Regions from separate parts of the Rattus norvegicus genome. Here region 2 is linked to region 1. The links are chromatin contacts, called in public Hi-C maps. All regions are on one chromosome and are shown on one strand. Each heading gives the region's core, a stretch centred on a gene start, on an enhancer-like site or on the middle of the called end of the contact. The rest is flanking DNA. Distances are from core to core; before and after follow the strand shown.

The links. A called contact is a pair of places that touch in the nucleus more often than the background predicts.
Region 2: a contact with region 1 is called in a Hi-C map of Schwann cells, with 7 times the contacts expected there. The contact joins two enhancer-like sites. A contact is called at or near these places in 7 of 12 Hi-C or Micro-C datasets (the A7r5 cell line, the Rat2 cell line, Schwann cells and 4 more) and 1 of 1 datasets of contacts at active chromatin or transcription factors (oligodendrocytes).

Annotation. Positions count from the first base shown.
Region 1 is chr2:63,141,720-63,145,109 of GRCr8, forward strand. It overlaps Pdzd2 (PDZ domain containing 2), which reads right to left. Exons shown (of 24, transcript NM_022940.2): 14 at 2,094-2,175; 15 at 671-705. Among named protein-coding and RNA genes, the nearest start is that of Golph3, 68 kb to the left of the region's middle. Within about 2 kb of position 1,717, at least 3 of the 93 cell types and tissues checked have an H3K27ac peak or open chromatin away from gene starts, as enhancers often do. A contact at or near this core is called in Schwann cells, where this site is marked.
Region 2 is chr2:63,330,310-63,333,699 of GRCr8, forward strand. All of the region lies in intron 2 of Pdzd2 (PDZ domain containing 2), which reads right to left. Among named protein-coding and RNA genes, the nearest start is that of Pdzd2, 170 kb to the right of the region's middle. Within about 2 kb of position 1,617, at least 12 of the 93 cell types and tissues checked have an H3K27ac peak or open chromatin away from gene starts, as enhancers often do. A contact at or near this core is called in Schwann cells, where this site is marked.

The DNA.
Region 1 (3,390 bases), core at 467-2,966:
CCTACGACAGTCTTATCTGTTTGTTCATCTGTTTGCTTTATGTGCATTGGTGTTTTGCTTGCATGTAGGTCTGTGTGTGTGAGCGTCTTGGATCCCCTGGAAGTGGTGTTACAGACAGTGGTGAGCTGTCATGTGCATCCTAGAATTGAACTCAGGACCTCTGGTACAACCGTCCACCTCTTAACCGCTGAGCCATCTCTCCAGCTCCTGCAACTGTCAACTATCTCAGCCAAACCAAACCAAAGCCACTTCAAGGAAGGAGAGGAAAGGAGAGTAAATCATAAATAAGCAAGTCTAAGCTTTTGGCCCAACTGATGAACTGCTAGGTGGTGGGATGGGATGGGGGTTGTGCAGTCTGAATCCCACGCTAGTGGGACTGAGGAACGCCCAGAGTACTCATAGCTTCAGGCTCTCTGGAACCCAGGCTACCTTTATTTCAAAGTGAGCGGCTCAAAAGGCTCCGGGGCCTTTTCTTTTCTGTGCTGATCTTTTCCTGGATGAACTAGGAGAAGCACACCTTTGTGTGTCTGCTTTCACACTGGTATGGCTGCCACTTCCTTGTATAAAGTGGCTGAAAGGATTCATGGGCAGAAATATGGACTGGGGTTTGTGACTTGACTGAGAGGCTCCTGAAAATTGGTTGGTGGTCCCCGAATGCATTTTGACTCACCTTTTTGGCCAGAGAGGGGCTCTTCAAGGGGGTACCTGTGTGGAAGGAATTCGCAAAACGGTTAATGTGGTGAAGCTCACACATTATGAACAAGCAGGCTCATAGAGTTCACCAACCAAAGGGAGGGACCAAGTGTATTCAACAGAACTGTCCTTTGCCTGGGTGCCACTAATGAGTTGCATGCATAGGCAGATGCACTCATACAGTTTCTCTGAGTAGCCACCCCTATTATCTATCTATCTGGGTACCCCCTCCCCCTTCCCATCCCACCCCCTTCCCTCCCTCAAGACCCTGCTCATGGCTCTGATGCTTCCCCCTGCAATCCCGCTGAGCATTCTATCTGACGGGACAGTTTAATGGTGCCTGGATCTCTGCATCTCCCCTTCTCCTCTGTGCAACAAACCCCAGAGCACCTGCTGTCTGCTAAGGACCCAGCCATGCTTGCTGAATGGCTGGAAGGATGAATGAACCAATGAACCCCATCCAAGGAACTCATGAAAGAACCAGGGAAGTGGTGGGGATGCTGGTTTTCCTCTTTAGCTGACGGGTGAGGAGCTCAGCCTGTAGACTTTAAATTACATGTCACAGGCAAAAGAGATTTAGGGCATGAGAATTCCGGCTTAAAAAAAATAAAAGTCTTTGCTGTCTGATCAAGTAGAGATGTTGGGATGAAGAGAACCCAGCGTTCAGGCTGAATAAAGAGCCTATTATGGCCGAGTCCACTTTAAATATATTAATTATGGATGCAAATCACCAGGGATTTCATGGCTGTCCCCAATCCTGTTCCTTTTCCTCTGACATCCAGTAACTCATATCTCCCAGTTCCTTTTCCTGCAGGGCATCAATCCGAACGTCAGAGAAGTCTCTAGTCAAGTGAGCAATGGCTGCAGAATCCCTCCTAGGTTTCCACACTAAGGAGACTGTTTATACAATGCTCTAAGTGAAGAAGAAACGCCGAGGAGAACTGCAGCCTTTCCTGCCCCAGCATTTCCACACAAGGAGGAAAACTGGAGAACATTTTCTGCCTCCAGCAGCCAACTGGAGGTGCTTTGTACTGAAACTTCCAAGTCCATAGAGGGAAACCTCAGCGTTTTGCATGAATAACACTCTGTATTACTACATGACTCTTGTTTGGGTGTCAAGTATCATTGACCTATGCATTTCAAATGAGTCATGAAGATTCATGAATGTCTGTGAGCTTTCTTTCTCAAATTATTTGAAGGCCATATAGGCAGCATGCGTGATTGGACCTTTAATGAAGCACATTAAATAACTGTAGAAATCAAAAGAGGGAACCAAGACAGAGTGTAGGCCCTGTCAGCAACTGTCACCGGCAATTACAGAGAACCGCGTGCCCCAGCTAGGAGTACCCGTGGGTGAACCTGACGAGAACCGTGTCTCAGCAGTGAACAAGCCGCCATACCGAGGCCGGGGGAGGAGTTGGCTTCTCTGCTTTCCTGGTAAGTGCTGCGTGCTATCACTTCGTCCATTTCCTGCTCCGAGACCTGAGTTTCAGCAGAAAGCGCAAATTAGACGTTGGTTTGTATTTATTTCTCCTCAATAAAAAAAGACTGGAAACACCTTAGAAGCAGTAACTCAGACCGCCTAAGTCCAGTTGAATGGTGGGTGGCTTCAAGGTATAAACAACAAGACCACCAACTGCACCTCACTGACTCTGCCCCTCTTCAGAACACTTAGCTCTCATTCTTCTTAAAGAACTCACAGTCAGGCCAGTGAGATGGCTCAGATGGTGAAGGCTGCTTGCTGCCAAGCCTGACGACCTGAGTTCAAATCATGGACTCCTGACCATTGTTCTCTGACCTCTCCCCATGTACCCTGCTGGCACATGCCAATGCATAACACACATGCATACGTACATACAAAATAAATAGATAACAATTAAAAAATTAAGAACATTAGCCAGGTGGTGAGTGTTAGCACACACCTTTAATCCCAGCACTTGGGAGACAGAGGCAGGTGTCTTGAGTTCAAAACCAGCCTGATCTACAGAGTTCCAGGCTAGCCAGGGCTACAGGGAATCCCTGTCTCCAAAGATCAAAACAAACAAACAAACAAATAAATAAAAATAAAAATTAAGAATATTAAGAAACAAACCAAAACGACCCCTGGGGGGGTGGGTGGCAAGATCGCTTAGAAATAAGGGAGCTACCACAAGCCTGAGAGTATGGCTGCACTCTCGGGAGCAGTGCGGTAGAATCAATCCCTATCTGTTGCCCTCTGACCTCCACACGTGCACTGTGGCACATGTACCAACAACGCAAACACACCTATGCAAAAAATGAAAATGTAAGCTAAAATTTTTTATTCTAACGAAAACTTATACACTATGCCAGAACAGTAAAAGACTGCACTATTTGTCTAAATTCACTATTTCTTAAGGTATATTTTATGCACATGGACATTTTGCCTGAATGGGTGCACATGCCTTACTGCCCTCAAGGCAGAAGAGGGCATTGGCTACCTTAGAACTGGAGTCGCAGTCGTGAAACTTGTGTGCTGAAACCAAACCTGGGTCCTTTGCAAGAGCAACCAACACTCTAACCACTGAGCCATCTCTTCAGCGTCCTCAATTCATTAACTTCTCACCTCATTTACAGTATTCCTTCTTATTTTTTGCTAAACCATTTGCAGATTGCAGACACTATGGTCTTTGGCGTATAAATATTTAATTATGACTCTGCTGCAAACAAAGCCTCTCC
Region 2 (3,390 bases), core at 367-2,866, 190 kb after region 1:
TAGCTCAGTGGTAGAGCGTTTGCCTAGTAAGCACAAGGCCCTGGGTTCGGTCCCCAGCTCCGAAAAAAAGAAAAGAAAAAAAAAAAAAAAGAAAAAAAAAAAGAAAAAAAAAGAAAATGCCCTAAAATTAGACATAATGACTCGCTCTTCTGTGAATGAATATTATAAAGGAAATATTTTCCAGAAAGTGAAATATGCCTCCGTAAAGCTAGTGTACAATGAAAGCTTACTCCTAAAATGCCTTCATATTACTGATCGCAATTATTTCTGAAATGGGAAGGCAGTTTTCCAAGCATGTCCCAGGAAATCAAGAAGTCCGTGTACCAGGAATACCAGTACAGTCTAATGTGTTGATCCAAAGCTAGAATACAGTAAGGAGCCGGTAAATGCCCTTGTACGGATTGAAACGATAAAGATTAAGAGGCTGACCGTCGGGGGTGGGGGTGGGGGAGACAATGCAGTCAGTGGAATGATTGCAGCACAGGTGTGAGGACCTGAGTTTGATCTCCAGAGTCTATGTAAAAGGCTGGTGTGGCAGCATGCACCTCTAATCCTAGTGATGACAGGGTGACACAGGAGGGCCCCAGAGGCCTGCTGGCCAGCAAATCTTGCATCAGATCACAAGCATAGCTTTTTACTCAAATCTATTATAAAAGAAAGAAAAAGGGAGCGTCTGAGAGGAACAGGGAAAGGGATGGAGGGAGGGCAAGAGGGGGCTGGTTCTTTTAGGATTAGTGAAGAACTGTCACTTAAGAGTGCCGGGGACCCTCACTCCTGCCTTTTAGCCTTGGTGGCAGTGAAGAGATAGAAAAAGCACACTTTCCTCCTTTGCTCTGGCCCAACTGGAAACCAACACAACACCCTGCAGAATTGAGTGATGTGTGTGTGTGTGTGTGTGTGTGTGTGTGCGTGCGTGCGCGCGCGCGTGCTCGTGCACGCTCAAGAGCCTGTCCACATAATTATCCCATGGAAACTGAACACTTTTTCAACACTTCTCCTTTCTGTTTATACCTGTGCTCCATTATTTTGTGTCTTTCTAATTAAAAAGGAATACATGTTCCCCAAAACCTAAAAATTACATCTCCCTCCACTGAATAATTGAAGGCCAACTGAATTTGAACTGCTTCCTTTCATAAGCTGTAACCTTACGTCTCTCCATTCACTGAAACTAAAAGGAAGGAAAAGCTTCCGTTTTGTTCGGCACCTGTTAAAAAACATGCCTGTAGAAACTAGAACAATCTTGTTCTAAAAAGCAATCTACACGTGCCAGACGGCAGAGGGACGCCATTGTTTAATGTACAACAGCCACGGTGCAGCCTCTTCCCCTAGCTGACTCAGTGTTGCAGGGTCTCACCAAAAGGTAGGCAGCATCATTACAAACCACATTTCTAACCACATTTGATTGGTGCACTGCACACCGCCATGAAATAAACAATTAAACAGTGCCCTCCAGAGGCCACTGGGAATTTAACTATACTGACAGATTCTGGAAAAAGTCCAAAGAAAAGGCAATTTAATTTTCTTCTGTGTTTATGTGGAATCAGCACTTGGGCGTGGCGTCCCTCGGTGGATGAGAACCAGCTCTGCCTCCATAGTGGACCTCTGACAAGGATTAATCTGTTTACAAAATATCCTTTATGAGGACATGGAAATGTCATGGAACACAGGCCAGCCGGGCATGGTGGGAACTGGTGTGTCTATCCCTGTCTTCCTGGGAACCATCTCAGCCTGCATGCCCATGATGTGAAGGAGCTGGCTTTCTCTCTCCTTCTGTGACGGCTGTGTGCTTTGCTCCAGCTGCTTCTAAAACCTGATTCCAGGGGTCTTCCATGAGACCTTTTCAGTCTGTTTATGCCTCTGAGCAGCCTGGTCTCACCCGCTCAACTTCAAACTCCCAGCAGACCAATCTAGCTGCCAATCAAGTCTCCAGGCAGGACCCGGATTGAGGCTAACTCTCCAGGTGGAATGGCCAAAAGGTAGGGGTTGGAATGGGGATTTGCCGGTAGAGGGAGAAAGGGCCAGAATCCCGAGGCACAGAACAAACTAGAATACCCATAACTTCATGCAGGAAGGGGACAAGTGCTCCAAAGGATGTTTTCCTACTACCCATGAGCCACTGTTTCTAGAGGGTGCCCTGCACCACTGTCCATGATCCCCCTACACATCACTTTGCCTAACCCCTGCAGACCTCGCATGGGTTCCGTCCTGTATCAGCTCTATCTTCACAAGGAGCTACTGGCAACAATGTCTGTATGTTTAGCTTTCTTCCCCCCAAGGCTGATTTTCATTTAAAAGTGTGATCCAACGCTTAGCAAGGTTGAGCCAAGGTCTAAACCAAAGCTTCTGATGCTAATGCTGGGCCGTTAGCATTAGCCACCTTCTTTCCCCTGACGAAGCTACACTGAAAAACCCCACCAGAATGGATCTCATTCTCAGGGAGATGCAATCAGGAGGAAGGTGTGATTCTCTCATGGAGAACAGTGAGCAGAGACTGGAAGGGGACTGCTACTGACCTGCTCACAATCCTTTTCTCCTACTGTGCAACAAATGCCAGCCACGCAGAGGCTTTGGGGAAACACCCATCATTCAGATGTTCAATATGTTATCTGTTTTGTTTGTTTGAAAGTGCATGGATAGATGAAGGTCTGCACCCATGCCCTGTAGCCTCAGAGGCCAGAAGAGGGCGCTGGATCCCAGGTACTAGAGTTATAGGTGGTTGTGAGCCTCCATGGCCGTGTTAGGAATGGAACTTGGGTTCTTTGGGAGAAGAGGCGGTTCTCTTAACAGCAAGCCATCTCTTCAGCCCTTACTATGGTTCTTAGAGGAGAAATCAAGTCACAGGGTAGCTCTGCTCAGCATGGCATAAGGCTGGCATGGGATGCTGGCTGGAACTGCCAACTGTCTCATCTACAGCTCAGGTCCTCCAAGAGCCCCGGAGGCTGGCAGAATCCAGTTGTTCACAGTTCTTGACTCTTCGCTTGGGTATCCGATTTCCTTTGGCCAGACGGGAACATTCTCCCTATACCTTCTGCTTCTGGCTGAACTGCTGTGAGAGTGTTCGTGCGATTCGGTGAGACCCACTCTGACCATTGCACTTTCTTAAAGTCACCTACCAATGCTAGGAACTACGACCTCATCATGATATCAAGCTCAGGTTCAGTCTCAGGGGGTATGAGGGCACGGACATGACAGGAGGGGGGGAATCTCAGGACATTTTAGAAACCTGTCTATCTCCTCCCTCCTGAATTAAATATATGACATTTACAGGAGTGGGGAGAGTAAGCTCTCGGGAGGAGCTTGAACTTAACCTAGAAGGATGGAGCACAGTGGAAAACACAGCATCTCCAAGATGGTCTAGAAAACTCAACATCATCACTTAGGAGCTGAATG